Linked DNA regions of Sus scrofa: all the other regions are linked to region 1. The links are chromatin contacts, called in public Hi-C, HiChIP or PLAC-seq and promoter capture Hi-C maps. All regions are on one chromosome and are shown on one strand. The core of a region is the stretch at or near the end of the contact, and the rest is flanking DNA. Distances in the headings are between cores, read along the strand shown. Region 1 holds the start of CDC42BPA (serine/threonine-protein kinase MRCK alpha). Region 2 holds the start of ITPKB (inositol-trisphosphate 3-kinase B). Region 3 holds the start of PSEN2 (presenilin 2). Region 4 has its middle 19 kb from the start of COQ8A. Region 5 holds the start of COQ8A (atypical kinase COQ8A, mitochondrial).

Region 1 (4,304 bases), core at 760-3,259:
GTTTCTGTTGACCTAAGATATTTTAATATCTCCCTCATTTTCCGAAGCCTGGCAAGGAATGTTTCCACCAATAAATACCTTCCAATTGAACGCCTGTTATATACTGCCATGCATCAGACAGCCGTGAGCAACAATCCATTTTTGCCCATCACAGAATTATTCAAAATCTCTTGCTGCTGACCAAAAACCACAGTCCTTCCTCACAAGTTCCTCATTAAATCAAGGCAACAACTAAAGTGGCATGTTTTACTCTTGGGAAAATATTTACCAAAAACCAGAAGGAAAAAAAAACCTTGAATACTTGCTGCCTATTCTTTTATTGCATATACATTTAAATACATAATATATACCATATAGCATATATACTGATTTAATATATATGCTATTATTATTAAATATACTTAACATACCAAATATATATATTAATATAGTCATTACAGAGTAGAGTTTATCATGATAACTCCCTACAACAATTAAATCTTTATGCCCAGCTAAAGAGGTTTTATTTTAAATACACTTACCCCATTCTAGGTATTCAAGAATGTTCTTCTCTCTTCTCAGTGGAGAATTATTGCATTCATCATAAAGGCAGATGAGGATATCCAGTAACGTTTCCACACTGAAGCACTGCCCATTGGTCTGAGCCGGCCCATCCAAAATAAACTGCTCCAACTGCCTCAAACGCACTTCTCCAGACATGTTTGCTTCAATTTCGGCTGGGTTTTCTTGCAATAACTAGAACGACTTTGACTATGATTATCTGATCCTAAATTGTAAAAGCTGTGGTTTTAAAAATAAACCACTTGTTATTCAAACAACTGTCATGCAGTGCCGGGGCTGAATGCAACATCCAACCCACCAGGAACCTCACTTAACTGAAGCGTCTTCAATTTCGCACATATACATATATCTTGAGGGAAAGTTATCATAAAATAGATATTTAATACATTTTTCAAAGAATAATACAATTAAGTCGTATATTTAAATAAAATAATTAAAAAGTACAGCGAACCAAAGAGTCAACACTTCTTATTAAAAAAGGGAAAAAAAGAAAAAAGAAAAAAACTCTTCTCCTTCATTCAAAATTCAACTCGTGCAACATAATCCTGAAACGAATCCGGTTGCATCATTAATGAATTAAGTCCGATCTGCATCAGCAATTCACTTCCCAGGCAGAAGGAAAACCGAAAAGGGAGGAAAAAACCAGAATGTATATAAGGGGGAGGGAAAACCAAAAATTCTGCTGCAAATCCTCCCAACCACCACTGGGATAACGCCTCAGCGGCAATTTCTCCAGCGGGAAAGGGAGGTGGCGAGGTCCCAGAAGCAGCCCTGGGCTCGGAGCACGCCAAGTCTTCCCCGGAGGAGGCTTTTCCTTTCTCCTCCTGAGCTCCTTCTTCCTAAGGCTTTGCAGTTAGTCCCATTTCCAACGGATTACGATGAAAACTCTTCATTTTTCTCCCCGCTTCTCCCAGGGGCCTGACTGGCTGCGGGCGGCACTCGCCCCCGGCTCCGGGAGCGGCGGCTACTCGGCCGCCCGAGCCCGCTCCATGTCGGTGGTCGCTGGGCCGCCGGCCTGGGCCGCGCCGGGCGGAGAGCCCGGTCTCCCCCTCACCAGCACCGCGGCCGCCCGCCCGCCGACGCTCCCGACGCCCGGGCGAGGAGGTGCTTTTCTGGATTCAGAGGACGCGGACGGCAGCAGCTGCGGCGGCGAGGGCGCGGGCGGCTCCGGCAGCTAGTTCTCCTCCTTCTTCACACCCCGGGGTTAAGGGCATCTTTCCCCGGCAAGGAGGGAAGCGGCCGAGGCGCCGGAGGAGGGGTTGGTGCCGCTGGTAAGGAGACCAGGGGCTGCCGCAGCCCGGCTCGCAGCCACTCCCTTCCTTTCCCTCCACCCCTCCCCCGCCTTCCCCGTCCTCTCGCGCTCGCGCCCTGGGCTCCGCGAGGCTGCTCCAGGCCCGCCGCGCGCAGGCGGAGGTTCGCCGACGAGTCCGGATCCAATATGGCGGCCCCCGCCCCCTCCCCCGACACGCGCGCACACGCCCTCTCCCCGCCCCGCCCCCGCCCGAGCCCAGCCGGCGCGGCGGGGTCCGGTCCTGCGGCCGCGCAGAGCCGAGCCCAGGCCCTGGGCGGGTGGGGGCGGGGGCGCGGGCGCCTGCACCACCCCGAGGGGAGGGTGGGGACGCCTCGGCAGCCCAGGCTGCGGCAGCCGCAACGTGGAATGCAGGGATACGGGAGGACTAGCGAGGCCGCGGCGGCGGCGGCGGCGGCGGGAGCGGACGGTCTGGAGGCGGGAGGACCCGGGCGCGGGCTGGGAACTGCGCCACCGCCGCGCTGCTGCTCCCGGTTCCTCGAGGCTTCTGGTTCGTACGGATCGCGAAGCGGGGCTTCCTCCTGGTCCTCGGAGGCACCACCTGACTGGCGCGTTTGCTAAGGGGACGCAGAAGCTGACAGCATAAGGCTTTCAACACCTCCGTAAAAGACCGTGTCTTTCTCACCATCTCTACCTGCTCACCTCTCGCCCCCCAAATTCAGTTCGCAAGCATTCCGAAGTAATGATTTCCTTGGTGTCTAATTGCACCACCTCTTGTGTCATTACCCAGGACAAATACAATGACAGACTTGTATGCGCTACCCTCCAAGTCCTGAGTGTGTGCGCGAGAGTAGAATTCCCTAGTCTGTTCCCAAAAGTTTCCCTCTGTAGAGCACAGTGTTTTCTCTCCACAACTATTCTAGCGGCTGCCTGTTTATTCCCAGCGAAGGTTACCACCTACGAGGCATTCAGCCAATGAAGGGGAGTCAGATAGTCCCCTATCGTCAAATCTCCATCCCCTGTTCGTGGGCGCGCACGTAACCCCACGGCACAGCACAGAAACCCGGCAGCAAAGGCAGGTCATTCATCAGGTACAGTTCCTGATGCAATTAGGACCTTCCAGGTTTTTTGAATCTCGATTTTAGGAGAGAACGCTCTACAAATTTTTCATGGAAGAGCCCACATTTAAATGTATCCTTAAACTGGGTCACTGCATATCTGTCATTTCCTTCTCAAAACTGCCATCTCCTCCATAATTTTTGTCCAAAATACATTTATTTTATATTCCTTTCCTACACCCGTGAGGCAGTTAGGTTTACTATGTTCATGCCCACAATTGCCCATAGGGAAGCTGAAGAAGAACTAGAAATCAGGGTCTAGAAGTCTAAAAATAAAACCTAACATTAATTATTCAAATTGCTGTCATTCACAAAACATTGTGAATCTTTTGTGAAATCTACACTTGGTGTGGCTTAAATGCACAGCATTCTTTTTCCAACAAGCTCTTAACACAAGAGAGATATTTACATAGCCTCAGACAAAAGATGGATCATTTCTAGGCAGAACATCTTTACATGTGTGTGTTGGCTAGTTACAAAAGTAGTAGAAAAGCAAAAAGTTTAATCCTAACACACATGATATTTTGGTGTTTATTAAAGTCTTTTTCCTATGAATTTTAATAAAAGTGTTACACAATAAAAGACAGTTTTAGAGCCTCCTGTTTTCACTTAATATATAATGAGCCTGTTTTCTGGTCAGCCCTTATTCTTCAACAGCATGGTTTTTAACAGTGAAGCCAAAATGCTTTTACCCTTTCACTTGACCATGAGGTCGGGTAACAAAGAAAGAAGCGATTTCTCTGCTTTGACACCACAGAGCTGGCTCCAAGATACCTACTTGTCCAACGTGTAAATAACTCTAAAGAAGAGTTTAAGAGAGAACCTAAGCCATATTAGATCACAATAAATGCTAATTAACAGTGAATATATATGAGATACAGATACGTTAACAAAAGAGTCACGCTGCTGGTCCTTGCCACCTATGCTGTTAGCACTCAGGAGCCACCCACAGTCTAGGGTATTGATGGTTGCTTAATAACCTTTTCCACATTATTTAGACAGTAAAGGGAGAACTTACTTTATTTCAAAAAAAAAAAAAAAGGCACAAAGAGAAGTAGGAAGGTTGAACCCAATCAATTTTGCTTGAATAATTCAAGCTCAGAGACTTAATAATTAACTAGACACTAAACACATTGTGTGGGTGTTATTTTAAATGTTCCGGTTGAAGTGTGAACATGCTTGTTAATGAAACCGGTCTCAAGCCAAAGAAAGGCGCAGCCCCAGCAGCCCCACAGTGCTTGAAGTGCTTCTGCAAAACATGAGTGCTACAGGCTGCATGGCAGGGTGTTCTTTGCATAAAGAGCCTCGAGGAGGTCTCTTTTGTGAAATTTTGCTGGGGGGCCCAGAGACTTGATGTATACCACTGCAAGCACAGT
Region 2 (4,304 bases), core at 533-3,032, 470 kb before region 1:
GATGGGGTGGCATGGCCCGGGCAGCGGGCGGGGGGCAAGACCGCAGGCTCAGCCCCCGCCCAGAGCTCCATAAACAACAGCGCCGCTGCGGAGACACAAGGAGAAAAGTCAGGACCCCAGAGGGCGGGTGGTGGGGAACGGCTTGGGAACTAGGACGGCCCCGGCCCGCGGAACCCCCATCTGTCCGGAAGCGGGTGCCACTGGACGTCTCACTTCTAGGGGCTATGCCGCCAGGCGAAGACACAACTCCGCGGCCTCCGGCGCTAGCGCGGTTGCGGGTGTGCGTTTCCCGAGTGCGTTCCCACCCCTCGCCCCAGGCTGTGATGCGCCTGGAGGTCTCTTCAGATTCCAAATTCTAAGATTCGTCTCCAGAGCCAAGAGCACCGGCGGAGGATGCCGTACAACTACTTAATTCCTACGCGGGCTGCGTGCGGAGCGCGGCTCTTGCGACCTCTCTGAGAGTGAGGACTCCCCCCTTCACCACCACTGGGTCTCCTCGGCTTTGCAAACCCTGGTTCAATCAGGTATAACAGGGCAGCCCCCGCCCCTGGGCTTCGGGATCTCCCCGCTCCACTCTCTCTGGCCAACAAGGACCGACTCAGAGGAAACCTGAGCGGGACCTGCCTTCCCCGGCCGCTGCCTGCGCCCGGGTCTTGGAGGGGAACCTCTGCGTGGCCTGCCGTTTACCTTCCTGACCCTGGCCTTGGGGCTGTTTCCCTAGGCCTACGACGGCCTGGGCGAGCGGTGGGGCAGCAGCCAAGGCCTTTTCCAGCACTGGCCTTGTCGCCAGTCCCCAAACAAGTGTGTTTTGTGTGTGGGCGCGCCTGCGCGCGCTCGGGGCCGAGACGCTGCGCGTCCCCTGTACCGGAACCAATACTCGCCGCCCCCTGCCGTCGCCCCCCATGGAGGGGCGTGTGTGTGTGTGTGTGTGTGTGTGTGTGAGTGAGTGTGTGAGTGTGTGCGCGCGCCTGTGCGCGCGCGCCGGTACCGGGAGTCCGCGCTCCGCACGCCCTGTGCGGGAGGACGCTACTGCCTCTGCGGGCACCGGGACCCGCGCCCCCTCCGAGGGACTCTGCGATGTGCGCGGCTGCAGCCTTCGGGGGCCCAGGCTCTGCAAACCTCCCGGGGCCCGGCTCTAAGCCCCTGGGCGGCGCAGCCGAGTACAAGGCTTCTCCGCATCCTGGGCAGCCTCGCCCGGCGGCCGGAGCCGGGGGACGCCTGCAGCGCGCCGGGGAGGCGGCGGGAAGTCAGTGGCCCGGAAGGCGAGCAGGAGAAACGCCGAAAACTTGTCTCTGGCTCCTGTGCTCACACCCCTACTCCACGCCACCGTCCCCAGTCAAAACCTCTTTGCCCGTCTCCCCGGCCCACTTCTCTGCGCTTTTTCAGAACCCGGAACCCTCAGATTCTCTCCCGAGCAGAGAGTGAGGGGAAACCGCGTTCGGAGGCGAGGGCCATTTAAAAAGCCGCCAAACTTACCTGCAATTTCTCAGATTCCCGGGTCCTGTGCAGACTACATGGCCCAGGGACGCAGACCGCGTAGGAAAAAGATGGCTTTAAAAGTTCAAAAAGCTCAGAAATGGTTTCCTGACTTCTTTTGGAAGACCAAAAAAATAGGAGTGGAAAAGAAGGCGGAAAGCTCCTCGGTAGGGGCCGGAGATCCGGGCGGTGGCGACGCCGGCCGGCCCTGCACGCCCTTCTGAGCCGCGGAGATACTACCCCTGTCAGTGTCTGCTCCAGGCCACTTCAGTGTTTGTTCAATGTGCGATTAAAAAAAAAAAAAAAAAAAAAAAGTTGGGGGGTGGGGGAGAGGAGGGAGGAGGGAGAAAGGCGGGGGCTTGGGGGAGGAAAGCAGGAAGGAAGTTGTGAGCCTGTCTGGGGTTGAACTCAGCGGAACAAGTTTTTCTTTTCTTTTTTTTTTTTTTTTTTTTTTCTATTGCTTGGCAAGACCGAGGGAGGGAAACACTTAAAAAAAAAAAAAGTTTCCATTGTTAGCTAACAAAAAAAGAAAACCTTTTAACTTCTGCGGGTTAAAGATACACGATCCATTTTCCACCCCTCCAGCGAGCCTCGCTGGTGGCTAGCTTTATGAAACTTTTTTTGAAACATGTTTTTAATAAAGTTTGAGTGTGCATTTTAAGCAAAGCAAATCATGGGGGCCTGTTTAGCATTTAAAACGAACTAAAGCCCTATATAAACTGTTTGTGTCCTTGTACACAAATATGCAAATTCGAATAAGGTACTTTGTGGGCACCTCCGTTGCAGTTGCACATTTTAAATGCATCACGGTCGTATTTTGGAAGGCAGGTTGGGCTGTGAGCTGTTGATAGTTTTGCAGTGCAATTGCTAGTTGAATAAACACGCCTTTGCATTGCACATGTTTTTTATTACTAAATGCACACAGCAAATGTGACATTGGCATGTTTTTGCACTTAATTCTCCAAGTTATTTTAAGAAAAATAATAGGCCTGGAACTAAGAAGGCTGGGGACCCTTTGCTCAGTCTCCTGCAGCTGGATCATTTTCAAGAGACTTTTTCCTCCATCATCAGCAAATACCTCTGGGCAAGGATCTTACCCCATTTAAGCTCTGATGCTGCAAGTGTGTTTTGCATAATTCCCTAAACCCTAAACTATAGCATTTAGTGGAAAGAGGGAAAATACAGCTGCCAGGCTCAAGAAATGTAAAACTCTAAAGCCCAGCATCAGTCCTTATGTTCCTATTAACCAGAGTTTAGTTGGAAATTTTGACTCTGCTCTTGCTTGTTTGTAACAATGCTGTTTAAGTGAGCAAAGCAACCTGCTGCTCCCTCAGGAAAAAACTCATTTAAATCTGAAACCAAGACATCTTCTAGCCAAGAATTCCCTGGAATCAGACACTGTTGAGTCCTGTCTGTTTTTATGTTTTTAACATGCTATGTTAAAAGGATTGGGTCTAATTCCTCTTCTCCCCCCCCCCCCATGGGGCTAAGTAAAAAGAGCCTAGAGTTTATTCAGATATTGCCTCAGGACCTGGGCAATTGCTATGGCAGAGAAGTCAGCCCTATCCTTGCCCCTAATTCAGTGCCCTAGTGGCAAGAAACAGGAGCTGCCAGTTCTCGAGAGACCCACTCCAGGGAGTTTATTTCTGACTATCACAGGAGATACAAACACCCACATCAGGTGTCATGGTAGAAACAACTGAAGGGCTGAGTGATACATACGGTGAACACAGAAACTTAGCTTCCCAGCCTCTGGGAAATCTCACTGTCACCTCATAGCTAGACTTCACAGGCCTTCCCTAGAATTGAGAAATTCAGGTTTCCCTGAATGTAGAGTCAGCCTGAAGAATTTTGCTCAGAACGTAGTCAGCAACTGGTCAGGTTGTGGCATGCAGAAGGGATTCCTGCCTGGGACTGGAGGTAGAGCTAGATAATTCTACCAGTCTAAAATTCTAACTGTGCTATCCAGGACAGCAAGGAGGGGGGAGAAGATGGAGAAAAATCCATATCTGGGATCCCACATGGCTGGCTAACCTCTTGAAACAGAATCTAGTCACCTTCCCAGATTTTTTTTTTAATCACATCTGTAGTTTTATAATGATCATAACAATCTAATTTCACAGGATTTCCATCCCACAGCCCAAGCACATCCCCCCACCCCCCAAACTGTCTCCTCCAGAGACCATAAGTTTTTCCATGTCTGTGAGTCAGTATCTGTTCTGCAAGGAAGTTCATTGTGTCCTTTTTTCATATTCCACATGTCAGTAAAAGCATTTGATGTTGGTGTCTCATTGTATGGCTGACTTCACTTAGCGTGATAATTTCTGGGTCCATCCATGTTGCAAAAAATGCCGGTATTTCATTCCTTTTAATGGCTGAGTAATATTCCATTGTGTATGTGTATATGTACCACATCTTCTTGATCCACTCCTCCGTCGATGGACATTAGGTTGTTTCCATGTCTTGGCTATTGCAAATAGTGCTGCAATGAACATCGGAATACATGTATCTTTGCGAGTCGTGGTTTTCTCTGGATAGATGCCCAGGAGTGGGATTGATGGATCAAATGGTACTTCTAGTTTTAGTTTTCTGAGGAATCTCTATACTGTTTTCCACAGTGGTTGCACCAATTTACAATCCCACCAACGGTGTTCCTTTTTCTCTACACCCTCTCCAGCACTTGTTGTTTGTAGACTTTTTGATGATGGCCATTCTGGCTGGTATAATGTGGTACTTCATCATGGCTTTGATTTGCATTTCTCTAATGATGAGTGATGTTGAACATCCTTTCATGTGTTTCTCGGCCATCTGTATGTCTTCTTTGGAGA
Region 3 (4,304 bases), core at 685-3,184, 400 kb before region 1:
GACTGTCCCCCCCGTTTAGTCTTAAGTAGCCCAGTGTCCTGTCACCCCCTCCTGGCAGTTACCTACTTTGCTTCCTAGCACTGAACTCAGGGGAGCTCCGCGTATTCTTTCTGAACCCCTGTGGGAGCTGTGGGGAGCCTTCTGTAAGGGCCTGAGTCCTCGAGGTGAGCAGAGCCAGGCTTGGGGATGAGCTGAAGTCCACTTGGGCATGATCCAGGCCACAGCCTAGGGCAGTGTTGTCAAAAAAAAAAAAAAAAAAAAAAGCAGTCACAGACCCTGCCAAGCGGAACGGAACTGGCCGGGTCAGTAGAAGGAAGCGTCCTGCTCTGTTTGAAAATCATCGATTCTGGGGGCAACTGACGTGGAGAGGAACTTGGAGCCGAGAGCAGCCCTGGCTGTCCCTGTGGCCTGAGGCTCGGCCCAGGGTTCAGGGAGGCTAGTGACAGGGACGCTGGCCCTGCTGGCAGCTCAGCTGTCCTGTTGGGGGTTGGAAGGCTTGGGACTGCCTGGCGCCCACGTGGTGCTCCAACCACACCACTGGGGCAGCACAGCGTCTTCAGGGACCGGCTCCGTCCTGTGTAGTCCCTTCAGCCTTGGTTTTCCTGTGAGTCCTGCCCTCAGCTATACTTCCCCAACACACACACACACACACACACACACACACACGTGCTCGCTTCTCGTGGTCTTGGCTCACTGCTCCCGTGGCTGCCACTTCTCAACTCATGACTCTCATCTCCTTCCCCTGCTCCCGACACGGGGCACTCTCCCCACCACCCCAGGCAGCTGCCCCTTTTCGCCCATTTACATTCAGTAGGTTCCTGGATCAGATTAACCGTTATTTACCCGTCCTGGACTCTGTCCTGTTCCATCCCCCACCTCTGACCCTGACTGTCTCCCTCCCACTGTTTCTGGATTCTCTGCCCTCGCTCTCATCCATCTTGCTGCCACCTTAAGCCTGATTCACTTCCCATGATTGTCTCCCTCTCTTCTTTTTACCCCTTTCTTAGTCAGTGGCCAGACATATTTATTTTTTTAGGGCTACACCTGCAGCATATGGAGGTGCCCAGGCTAGGGGTCAAATTGGAGCTGCAGCTGCTGGCCTACACCACAGCCACAGCAACACCAGATCCAAGCCGCATCTGTGACCCACACCACAGCTTGCAATAACGCTGGATCCTTAACCCACTGTGTGAGGCCAGGGATTGAACCCATGTCCTCACGGATACTAGGCAGGTTCTTTTCTGCCGAGCCATAACAGGAACTCTGCCAGATATGTTTGTAACCAGAGATCTGATCTGTCACCTCTGTCCTTGGGGGATGAAGTATATCTCCTTAACATGGCACCAGAGACCCTCCACAGCACCTCTCCCCAAGCCCCAGCAGTGCCAGGCTCTGGCTAGAACATTCTTCACACCCTCTGCCCTTCCCTCCCACCTAGGAAAGTCTGTCTCCATCAGATGACGTTATCGTCTCTATAAAGCTTTCCTGATCTCTGAGATGTAATTCTTCTTTGTGCTTCAGTACCTCTTGGTGAACACCTGGATTATATCATTTGTCACATTGGATAGCTGGTTTTTATTGGTTTTAGGACAAAAGTGTTGGCACATTATGGGTACTGAACGGGTGTTTGTTGATTCAATAAGTGAGTGTACTGACAGTCTGGAGTGGCCAGGACATTTTTGGTTGGGAGTTTTGCCCCATGGACTGGATCTCCTCTGGCCAGTCCCTCTTGAGGCTGCTACAGCCTCTGTGGTGGCCCCTGGGGACCGTGGCTTTATAGCAGCCCTTTGACACTTGTGTCCTAGGTGGTCAGTTTGGGCAGGACCTGAGTCCAGGTCTTAAAGCTGCCTCTCACCCTCCTCTGCCTTTGCCTTGTAGGAAAGTGGAACAGAGTCCGCTGTGCTCCTTTTCCAGGCACTTTCGGAGGAGGGGCCATGCTCACTTTCATGGCCTCTGACAGCGAGGAAGAAGTGTGTGACGAGCGGACGTCCCTGATGTCGGCCGAGAGCCCCACGCCTCGCTCCTGCCAGGAAGGCAGGCAGGGCCTGGAGGATGGAGAGAGTGCTGCTCAGTGGGTAGGTTCCTGCCAGTGGTCTGAGGCCCCCAGACAGGGCCCTGGGTCCGTACCTAATGGATAGAAACAGGAGGGAAGGGAAAGAGCAGATGAGAATTGGCTGAAAGGACAGGTGGTCTGCTGAGTGGATCTTAAGTCTGTGAAGGCTTCACAGTAGACTCTGCACGTACACAGCCTGTTAAAGGTCAACTCTGCAGGGCGCTGAGTGATTCCTTCCGCCCTGGCCCTGCCCATTGGGTTCCCCTTCCTAGTGCAGGTTACTGTTTCAATAGGAACCAGAGAGTGAGTTTGGATGCTGGGACAGGCAGCACAGAAGCTAGGAAATTGAGGAAATTGCTGGAGAGAACTTTTTTGGTAGATGGCCAGACATGGTAACCAGGAGAGTGGTATACCTGTCTCACGTTTGGCTTTGGAGCTGGTTATGTGTCTTCGTCCATTCAGGCCACCAGCACAAAATTACTGTAGCCTGCGTGGCTTATAAACAACAGAAATGTATTTTTCACTACTCTAGGGACTGGGAAGTTCAAAGTCAAGGTGCTGGCAGCTCTGATTCTGTTGAGAGCCCACTTCCTGGTTCATAGGTGGCTGATTTCTGTATCCTCACGTGGCAGAAGGTGGGAGGGCACTCTCTGGGTCCCCCTTTATAAGGGCACGAATCCCATTCATGAGGGCTGCACCCTCATGACCTAGTCATCTCCCAAAGGCTGCACCTGCAAACATCATCACAGCCTGTGAATTCGGGGGACACAGACGTCAAGCCCATAGCAGGAGGGGTGGGCTGCACTGTGTGGTCTTAACCTCTGCAGCCTGCAGGACAGATTATTACATTATGAACTGGAGGATATATGTGGGAGAGTGACCAGCCAAGCCACCTTCCTCCCCATCAGGGTAAAACTACACCTGAATCTGCCTGAATTCCCATCTCCATTTCACCTGTAGGATTTCTTTATTCCAGTAGGCCTTGTTCTCCTTTGCTGAAACTTGAGCTCCCTTCTGTCCTCCTCTGGGCTCCAAGAGAGATCTCATCAGCTCAAGGCTACGGAATAGCTACTCCAGAGCCATTTCTTTCTTTCTTTCTTTCTTTTTTTTTTGCCTTTTCTAGGGCCGCTTCCCACAGCACATGAAGGTTCCCAGGCTAGGGGTTGAATCGGAGCTGTGACCACTGGCCTATGCCAGAGACACAGCAACACAGGATCCGAGCCTTGTCTGCGACCTACACCACAGCTCACAGCAATGCCAGATCCTTAACCCACTGAGCAAGGCCAGGGATTGAACCCGCAACCTTATGGTTCCTAGTTGGATTTGTTAACCACTGAGCCATGATGGGAACTCCCGGAGCCATTTCTTTTTTTTTTTTTTTTTTTTTTGTCTTTTGTCTTTTGTCTTTTTTTTTTTGCTGTTGTTGTTATTGTTGCTATTTCTTGGGCCGCTCCCGCGGCATATGGAGGTTCCCAGGCTAGGGGTCGAATCGGAGCTGTAGCCACCGGCCTACGCCAGAGCCACAGCAACTCAGAATCCGAGCCGCGTCTGCAACCTACACCACAGCTCACGGCAACGCCGGATCGTTAACCCACTGAGCAAGGGCAGGGATCGAACCCGCAACCTCATGGTTCCTAGTCGGATTCGTTAACCACTGCGCCACGACGGGAACTCCCCGGAGCCATTTCTTACTCGTTTCTTTGTCTTTTCTTTCCTGGAGTTTTTGCGCATCTCAGTTGTTTTTAGTTGTTTTCCCTTCCTTCTCAACTGAATATCTAGATGAAATTCTCTCTGCAAAGAACAGACACCAAAGAACAGTCATTTTAAATGTTCGTTTCATTTGGCTTTGTCTTGGCTGTTCACATAATTAACAAGGCAGCTAATGACCCTGAATGATCACAATTCCAAAACAGGTTCTTGCAGATCAGCTTGTGCCAGCATCTGGCAGGCGTCCCCCATCCTCCTTCGCTGCCTCCTCGTTTCGCTCTCCCACCTCCCATGGCCCAGATCCTCCCCGGGCTTGATGCTCAGTTCGCCTCTTTGGTTCAGAGCTGCAAATGTTGCATGCTGGATTTAGGGGGGGCGGGGGCGGGAGGGGGGCACAGAAAATTCAAAGTCATTTCTTCCTCTGCAAATTCCCCGTGTCTTGATTACAAAGAGAGTCACCCTTCTAGTTTGTCCATTTTGATTTGCCAACCAAAAATGTTTACTCTCTGCCTTCCTCCTGTCACCTGGCCTGTCCCCTCCCAGG
Region 4 (4,304 bases), core at 899-3,398, 360 kb before region 1:
CAATTCTTTGTTAAAGAAAATGAAGTTAGCCTGGACCACATGTTGGCTCTTACTGGGTCAACACTTTACTTCTAAATGTTTGAAACCAGCCATTTGATAATCTGTAGCCACTCATCCCATCCCATATATATAAATATAAATATATATATATATCTTTTTTTTTTTTTTTGTCTTTTTCTAGGACCGCACCTGCAGCACATGGAGGTTCCCAGGCTAGGGGTTGAATTGGAGCTGCAGCTGCTGGCCTACACCACAGCCACAGCAACGCCAGATCCAACCGCATCTGCCACAGCTCAGGGCAATGTCAGATCCTTAACCCACTGAGCGAGGCCAGGGATCGAACCTGCAACCTCATGGTTCCTAGTTGGATTCCTTAACCCCTGAGTCACAAAGGGAACTCCCACTCATCCCATATTAATGTCAAGTTCACCGCTGGATACTTTTGAGATTCCTAGGTTTTAGTCTTGATGAAAATCAGGATGACAGCGCCTGCGTCTTTGGCTTCCAGCGACACTTGGGTTTGTCACAGTCTCCCAAAGATGATGTGAGCTTGTCTGCGAGCCCCCTCAGTACCCTGGGGGATAATTCATCCAGGTCAGAACATCTGAGCTCTTTTGGGGCATCAGGGTGCTGAGGTCTTACAACCTCCTTGGGTACTCGAGCTTCAGTGTCTCATGTCGAGATTGTTCCTCAATTTTCCATTCTTAATAAGGAACGCTGACGGAGTGTGTGGCAGAGACATTCAGCTGCAGGACAGTTTTCCTTCCTTCTGAGCGCGCCCCTAGACTTCACTCCCCAGGTTCCCCCACAGGTGGGCGTGGCCGTGTGTTTGGGTTCCAGCCAATGAGGGAGCGCGAGCAGAGATCTGTGTGCCTGGCGGGTCAGCCTCGAAAGGGGAATGGAGGAGACTCCTAGGAGCTTGGAAGTCACGTGACGAGGATGTGCGGGAAGGAATACCCTGCTGCCCCATTCACCTACCTGCAGGTGTCCTTGACCGTGGAACTGCTTTTGTCTTTTCCCTCTATGGGATCATTAGCAATTTAGAAACTCACTTGGTCCTGCTTGAGCTCTTTGATTCTTGTATCACAAGATCAGTCACACCTACCTTTTCTCCAAATACCTTGAGAGTCTCCTTCCTGAGTCTTGTTGCACACTGGACGGTCCAGCAAGCCCTTCCCAGCTATCCAGACTCCTGAGTGGCGCTGAGCTGTCTCTGATTTTCAAGTTCTGGGCAGACTGGCCTGTTTGTGCAGAATTAGATCCAAAATGCTGCTCCTCTTCGTTTTCTCTGCATTCTAAGGAATGGAATTGTTGTTTCAGCAAGAATTTAGCAGAAACCTGGAGTTCCCATCGTGGTGCAGCGGAGACGAATATGACTAGGAACCATGAGGTTGCAGGTTTGATCCCTGGACGTGCTCGGTGGGTTACGGATCTGGCGTTGCCATGAGCTGCAGTATAGGTCTCAGACGCAGCTGGGATGCCACGTTGCTCTGGCTGTGGTGTAGGCCAGCAGCTGAAGTTCCGATTTGTTCCCTAGCCTGGGAACCTCCATATGCTGCAGGCACAGCCCTAAAAAACAAAATAAAAATAAAAATAAAAATAGAAAGAATTTAGCGGAAACCGCATCACAATTTAAGGAGACTGAAGGGGGGGGGACAACTTTACAGCCACAACAGCCTGGTACACCAAAAGGTGGATCTTGCCGCCTGGAAGGGCTGATCTCCCACCTCAACAAGGTCTGAATGCTTGAGTTTGGCAGAAGGAATGGGAGAGAAATAAACGACTCTCCCGAATACAGTGAGGAGAATTTGGAGTTCCGGAGGCAGTCGGAAAGGGAAAGGCTAGGAGGAGAGACAAGAAGGCGAGGAGACGAAAAAGCCACTAAGTGGGACCGTGAGGGAGATGGCCAGCTGACAGAGTCCCCATAGGATGGGACAGCTAAAGAACTTCCGAGGACAGAGGTGTCTAACATTTAATCTGGAGTTATGTAGATCCTGTCCAGTCCCCTTGTTAAAGGGGTTTGCACAGCCTGGGACGGGACAGCACGCAGGTGGCAGACAGTCCACAAACTGCTGGCACTCGGCAGTGGCAGGGCCTCGGGGCCAGAGGTGACTGTGCACATGAGCCTCCTCCCACTTCCCGGGATGTGGCCAAGCCTTAGCAGGAGGGCTTTAGGCTCCCCCAGGCTGTGGCATGGACCCTGGAACCAATACTCTCTAGGGAGGTTTCACCTGACATCTGAGTCACACACCAAACGTGGCCACTGCTAAAAAAATAATGGTGATAATATAAAATTAAATTAAGAATTAAGTAGGTAGGTCAGGTATTTGGCACCTTAGAACCCTGAGGCCCAGAGAGGTTATGTGAGGTACCTCAGGGACCTGGTGTCACGGTAGAGCGGCTCTGATCTCAGGTTCTCTGGCTCCTGGTCCCTGCCTCCGTGCCCGGGAGGGGAGAGCAAGGCCATGGGGCTGGAAGCAGCATCATTCCTCAGGCACCGTGTGCTCCTGGTCCCTTGTGGGCTCAGCTCTTCCCTGAGCGGCTCCCACAGGGATCTGGGAGTTAATCAATAACTTGTTCCGCCCATGAGCTGAGCTCCCTGGTGGGAGTGGGGAAGATGTTCCTCCTGCTTGGGAGACAAATTTTCCTTGGTGAGGGGAAGCATGTGAGAAACAAACTCATTAATAAGCTCATCAGTGTTCATAAAATTTGTTTGTTTTTTGCTTTTTGCTTTTTAGGGCCTCACCTGAGGCATATGGAAGTTCTCAGGCTAGGGGTCAAATCAGAGCTACAGCTGCTGACCAGAGCCACAGCCACAGCCACAGCAATGCCAGATCCCCCACCCACTGAGCGAGGCCAGGGATCGAACCTGCATCCTCATGGGTACTAGTCTGGGTCATTACTGCTGAGCCACAACAGGAACTTCCAAGATATTTTATTTGACTGTCAGAGGTTGTCTTTGTTCCCATGGAAGGATCTGGGCCCCCAAATGAGAAGAATAAGCCATAGGTGGGGAGACACTGGGGCCATCCATCAGAGAGTATGTTTCTTGCCGCACTGCTTTCCTGTCCTCTAGACAGGGACGCGTGTTGACTGGTGAGAAGAGGAGGAGGTTTCTTGAGTGCAAGGGGCCCAGGCACTCCTCCTGAGATAAAGAGTCATAAATAGACCTCAGGCCTGACCTGGAGCCAGGCTCAGTGTCCTTGGGCTGGGAGGGCTTGCAGGCCAGGGCTCAGGTGGAGGGGCTGGGACCAAGCAGCTGCTGTGGAAATTTCCATGGGCCATCCACCAGCTTTTGGGAAGCTCTGGAATCCCTCTCAGCATGAGGAAGACATGGGTTATGAAAGAGGCACAAGATGTGGTCCCAGCTCTCAAGGAGCTTGGCCCCGGAGAGGATACTCAGGGACGCTTGCCCAGAAAGCAAGGGAACATCAGGTTGGAAAATCTTAATGTTGTAAATAAGGTCAAGGCCTGGGACTAGTCAAGAAAAAGTCGATATTGCCTTCCAAGTATTTAAGCCCCATTTCGCCTTCTAAGAAAAATGTTGAAAATAAAAACTTCACATTCAGGTAAAAGCTGATTTTATGATCTCAAATACTACTACAGGGTCACAAACAATATATGATTTTTATTTATTCATTTATTTATTTATAGGTTTTTTTTTTTTTTTTTTTTTTTTTTTGTCTTTTAAGGCCACACTTGCCACATATGGAAGTACCCAGGCTAGGGGTCGAATCAGAGCTGCAGCTGTCGGCCTACACCACAGCCACAGCAACTTGGGATCCAAGATGCATCTGCGACCCACACCACAGCTCACAGCAACACCAGATCTTTAACATTCTGATCGAGGCCAGGGATCGAACCCACATCCTCAAAGATACTAGTTGGGTTTGTTACCACTGAGCCACAATGGGAACTCCAATATATGAATGTTTTTAGAGGAAAAAAATGTACCGTTTATCGCCGGTGGCTGCAGTCTGAGACATCCTCAAGGAGTGAGGTTAACACTGGACGTCATTTTTGGTACAGACGTCAGTTACTGCTCATCAAAAGACTTCAGTTCCATGTCTGGGTAATTGTTACCAAAAGCTTGGAAGTGTGTAATTTTGTAAAACCAGATGTTGCCACCACCCCAGGAACGAGAGCTGTGTGCGAGGTTTTCCCCCTCCCCGAGTAAGATTCAGGCTGTGTGTGTTTGTGTATGTGTATGCACACGTGCATACACATGAGCAAATGTGCACAAGTGTAACTTGCCATGTTCACCATAATGCCGCCTTCCCAATGTACCGGGGAGGATGCTTTGG
Region 5 (4,304 bases), core at 881-3,380, 340 kb before region 1:
GGGATAAACTAGACTTAGCTAGACTGATGGCCTCTGAAGGAAAAGCAATGTTTATGGTAGTGAGTTATACTATTTTTCAGGCATTTTAGAGCAAAGCTAACCCTGGGCTTGCTGGTGGAGCAAGACTGAACTGGCATGGAAGGCAACCATGCCACTAATACCCCTCCCCACTAACGCTCGGCACCCTTTCTCCATTGCCATCCGCAGCAGCCGGAAGTGATGAAAATCACACTTCATTCCAAGTGTAGTCTGAGGGGGTAGAGTTTGTAAATTACAGGAAGGGATGAACCAGGGACTCCAATATCCTATGGGCAGTGGTGGAGTCACATGGCTCACAGGGCTTGGATGAACACAGGCAGTTCAGGGGACAGTTAGCAAAGGACGGAGCAATGGACACTCCTTGACCGCCTAACCCAGGGGGCTGGAGCCAGTGGCCTACTCAAGGCAAATGCCCATTCCTTAGCCCTGTAATGTTTGGGGGCAGTTCCTTGGTTTGTCAAAAACTCTCTAATTCTCAAAAATGGGCGTTGTATGTAATGTGGAGAAGATGGAGGGAAGGGGCAGAATTTGGACTATGGAGCGAATAAGTGAATGTTCCACAGAGATATCCTGCAGGGCCAAGGTCCGGCCCAGGGGTAAGCAGAGGGCTGCCACCCACCGGCCCATGCTGCAGAACCTCATCTCAGGTCCCATGTAGGGGACGACGGGCTCCAGCGTTCATGAGGAAAGGTGAAGGTCAGTTCACGTCTGGATTCCCCCTCCTCCCATTTCAGGCATCAGCATGCAAATGCTTTCAAAAAAAAAATTTTTTTTTTTTTGTGGTCCTTTTAGGGCTGCACTCGCAGCATATGGAAGTTGCCAGGCTAGGAGTCAAATTGGAGCTGTGGCTGCTGGCCTACACCACAGCCACAGCAAGGCCAAATCTGAGATATGACTGCGACCTACACCACAGTTCAGGGCAACACGCATCCCTAATCCACTGAGAGAGGCCAGGGATGGAGCCTGCATCCTCATAGGTACTAGTCGGGTTGGTTAACCGCTGAGTCAGGATGGCTACTCCGAAATGCTTTTGATTTTTCTAAGCAGTAATATTAAACATGTTTCAAAAATGGTAAATGTGAACTCCTCAAAATAGTCTCAGAATAAAGGACAACTTTTCGGCATGAATATAAATATTTATATGAAAGTCACTGAATTGTTATTTCTCTTTTCCTCACAAGCTCCACCAATAACCTAGGACAGAGCTGCAGACCGGGGAATGGAAACTGTCACACCATCGGGGCTCAAATCTGCACCTCTGGGTGACTTGGAGACCTGGGGCCACTTGGTTCTGGAGGAAGCACTTTCTCTTGGGACAGCTCTGTGTCGGCTGTTTCTCACTCCTGAGGACCCCTCAACCAAGCCGGCTGGCCGCCAGCCGCCGCCGGGCCCGCTTCCGCGCCTTCCACGTGCTGGCCTGTCGCCCGGCTCAGGGGAGGGTCGGGCCTTCCCGAGGAGACTCTCGCTAACAGGAGCAAACGACGCTGCACGCTCCGGACCTACTCCTCGGGCGACCCGACCGGGGCCACCAGCGGCGCGCGCGTGCAGTTGCCCGCAAAGCCAAAAGAGGGACCCGCGGCGAAATGCGACAAGTGGGTGGAGCCGGAGCGCCGATTCAGACGTGCACCCAGGCTGCCCACAGCTCTTCCCCCTTCAGCGGGAACTGGGACAGGGGTCCTCGTTACATAAGGCGAGCACGGGGCGGGCCCGCTGCGGTTGCCTCTGCTCCTTCCACTGCCTCCCCTCCAGGCCCGCTCAGAGGCCCGGGGAGCATCGTCTGGGACGTAGCAGCCAACTGCCGGTCACCGCGCCTGCGCCCTCCGCCTGGTCCGAGGCGGGCGCGGAGCGGGGGGGGGGGGGGGAATTGTTTGGGCGCACGCGCGCCAGGCCTCCAAGCCCAGAACGCCCCGCTTTCCCAAGTAGGGGAAAGGGCAGCGAGGAGGGACGACGGGGCGGGGCCCTGCGCGCTGGGGTGGTCTCCCATTGGCTCCTCTCTCTCCGCCCTCTGTTCCGATTGGCCACAGGTCGAGCGCACGGGCCGAGCACGCTGCCCCTTGCTGGGCGGCGCTGGGCCGGTGGCCGCGGCGCAGCCAATGGGAGCGGCCCGCGGGCGGGGCTGCGGGTGCTGGGTCTCCGGGCGCGGGCGAGTTGGTAAACAGATCCGGAGCGCGTGCGGGGAGCCAGCGCTGCGCCGAGTGCGCGGAGGCGGCGCGAAGGTGACTTCGGATCCTAGCTTCCTGCAGCAGGGTAAGGCTGCAGCTCTCCGCGTGCCCTGAGTGCTGTCTGCTTGTGGCCAGAGCTGGGCTCACCACCCGCTTGGGCCCTTCTTGCATCTTTCACAAGGGACGGCGCGGCTTCCCTTTTGCGAATTTAATTTGCCTCCGGCTTTTGGCAGCCGAGCGGTGAGCGCGCCTCAGAATGCAGGGTGGGCGCCCTGCGGCTGTCTCCTACCCCTGTTCCCACCTTAGCCGAGGGCTGTCTCTGGGAGGGGACGAGGGTCACGTGCCCAAGCCTTAGGCCCCCGGAGTATGCTGGGCAGCTCCGGTGACCTGATGTTGTGTTTCTTGGTGTCCAGTACTGCTTTCCTGCCTTGCTTTCTCATGATGATATTTCTCTTCACGCCCAGATCCCTTTGCACTGTCTCAGAGGAGCTAACTGCCCCCGGCCCCATGTTTGTGTCAGGACTTTGACTCCCTTGGTCCGAGCCAGCTGTTGGCTTTCACAGGTGGGGTTTGGAGTGAACTTGGGAAAGGGGGCCCTTCTTGGTTCTTTCCTCTGTTGGCTTTCCTGTGACCGTCCTCTTCCTCCAGACACTAGGGGTCTTGTGAGTGGTTTGGGCTTAATTGCCTAAACATGTGCCTTTTTCCAGCCTCTGCCCTGCTGCCGAGCCCAGGTCGGTTCTCCCAGGTGCCTTATGGGATGGGGAATGCTGCAGGGGCGGGTCTGGGTGCTGGGACTCTGTATTTGGGTGAGGGGTGCCAGTCTCCTGCAGGGTGAGAGACTTCTGTGCAGTCTCTCCTCCTGGTTAGAGCCTGCAGCCTATGGGAAAACTTATCATTGCTCACTAGGGCCCTAGGTGTGTGTGACAGAAGCCTGAAGGGCTGGGCCTGCCAGGCCTGACTTGTTGCTGGGGATTTGAACATGCCTGATGCCAGCCTGCCAGTTGTCATGGGTGGGTGGGTCATGTTGGCAGGAGGGCCCTTCTCCAGAGAAGAGACAAAGGGAGGTGCTGGTGGTTCTTAGGAGCAGCTTTTTTTGTTGTTCTTGTCTTTTTAGGACCACACCTGCAGCATATGGAAGCTCCCAGGCTAGGGGTCAAATTGGAGCTGCACCTGCTGGCCTGCACCATAGCCACAGCAATGCCAGATCCAAGCTGCACCTGCAACCTACACTGAAGCTCATGGCAACATTGGATCCTTAACCCACTGAGTGAGGCCAGGGTTTGAACCTGAGTCCTCATGGATACTAGTCGGGTTCATTACTGCTGAGCCACAGTGGGAACTCCAGAAGCAGCATCTTTAAGATTGGTAATGGTTTGGAGTTCCCGTTGTGGCTCAGTGGTTGACGAATCTGACTAGGAACCATGAGGTTGCAGGTTTGATCCCTGGCCTTGCTCAGTGGGTTAAGGATCCGGAGTTGCCATGAGCTGTGGTGTAGGTCGCAGACTCAGCTTGGGTCCCGTGTTGCTGTGTCTCTGGCATAGGCCAGCAGCTATGGCTCCGATTGGACCCCTTTAACAAGTCCCTCCATGTGCCGAGGGAGTGGTCCAAGAAATGGTAAAAAGACAAAAAAAAAAAAAAAAAAAAAAAAAAGACTGTAATGGTTTGGGGCATTTTCAGCCTTGCAGATAACAGACAAAGCAGGGTTATGATTTTTGGCCTGATCTCGGGCAACTCAAAGGAAATGTGAACTAAGGAAGTCTGATCATTTCCCTGTGTGTCACCTAAGGCAGGGTTTCTCAACCTTATCAACATCCCTGGCCTCTATCCATTAGATGCTAGTAGTGCTGCCACCACTACCACCACATATAGTTATGACAACCCAAAATGTCTCCAGACATTGCCACATGTCTCCTAGAGAACAGCATCAACCTTGGATGAGAACCGCTTAGGTCAAGCTCTTTAAAAGAGTCTTCCATGTTCCCAGAGGTCTCCTGGGACCTGTCTGGGAGAAGCTGAGAGGTTGTGTCCCCTGCCCAAACGAATGATAGAAGCCACGTAGAGTGGGCTTTAACAAGTCCCCACCTCTGCACCTGTGGGGAGAGG

Evidence for each region. Promoter capture Hi-C pulls out the DNA fragments that hold promoters and counts their contacts. Hi-C and Micro-C count contacts between places; a contact is called where the count stands out from the background. HiChIP or PLAC-seq counts read pairs in DNA pulled down with a chosen protein or histone mark.
Region 2: a contact with region 1 is called in a Hi-C map of embryonic fibroblasts, with 1.6 times the contacts expected there. The contact joins the promoter of ITPKB here to the promoter of CDC42BPA in region 1. A contact is called at or near these places in 1 of 5 promoter capture datasets (fetal liver) and 1 of 47 Hi-C or Micro-C datasets (embryonic fibroblasts).
Region 3: an H3K27ac HiChIP or PLAC-seq map of alveolar macrophages shows a contact between it and region 1. The contact joins the promoter of PSEN2 here to the promoter of CDC42BPA in region 1. A contact is called at or near these places in 2 of 5 promoter capture datasets (fetal liver and liver) and 1 of 2 datasets of contacts at active chromatin or transcription factors (alveolar macrophages).
Region 4: a contact with region 1 is called in a Hi-C map of skeletal muscle, with 4 times the contacts expected there. The contact joins the enhancer-like site here to the promoter of CDC42BPA in region 1. A contact is called at or near these places in 2 of 5 promoter capture datasets (fetal liver and liver), 5 of 47 Hi-C or Micro-C datasets (embryonic fibroblasts, fetal heart ventricle, fetal skeletal muscle and 1 more) and 2 of 2 datasets of contacts at active chromatin or transcription factors (alveolar macrophages and skeletal muscle).
Region 5: a promoter capture Hi-C map of liver shows a contact between it and region 1, with 7 times the contacts expected there. The contact joins the promoter of COQ8A here to the promoter of CDC42BPA in region 1. A contact is called at or near these places in 4 of 5 promoter capture datasets (fetal liver, fetal skeletal muscle and liver) and 1 of 47 Hi-C or Micro-C datasets (fetal skeletal muscle).

Annotation. Positions count from the first base shown.
Region 1 is chr10:14,938,979-14,943,282 of Sscrofa11.1, forward strand. It overlaps CDC42BPA (serine/threonine-protein kinase MRCK alpha), which reads right to left and starts at 2,010. Exons shown (of 40, transcript XR_002336229.1): 1 at 522-2,010.
Region 2 is chr10:14,467,804-14,472,107 of Sscrofa11.1, forward strand. It overlaps ITPKB (inositol-trisphosphate 3-kinase B), which reads right to left and starts at 1,783. Exons shown (of 10, transcript XM_021064414.1): 1 at 1,477-1,783; 2 at 1-85.
Region 3 is chr10:14,542,738-14,547,041 of Sscrofa11.1, forward strand. PSEN2 (presenilin 2) reads left to right here and starts at 1,935. Exons shown (of 10, transcript NM_001078666.1): 1 at 1,935-2,075. The coding sequence starts at 1,935. LOC100510923 (a long non-coding RNA gene) reads right to left here. Exons shown (of 4, transcript XR_305804.3): 3 at 3,746-3,844; 4 at 1,547-2,127.
Region 4 is chr10:14,576,388-14,580,691 of Sscrofa11.1, forward strand. No RefSeq gene overlaps it. Among named protein-coding and RNA genes, the nearest start is that of COQ8A, 19 kb to the right of the region's middle. Within about 2 kb of position 2,149, at least 2 of the 83 cell types and tissues checked have an H3K27ac peak or open chromatin away from gene starts, as enhancers often do. A contact at or near this core is called in skeletal muscle, where this site is marked.
Region 5 is chr10:14,595,107-14,599,410 of Sscrofa11.1, forward strand. It overlaps COQ8A (atypical kinase COQ8A, mitochondrial), which reads left to right and starts at 2,131. Exons shown (of 15, transcript XM_021064416.1): 1 at 2,131-2,286.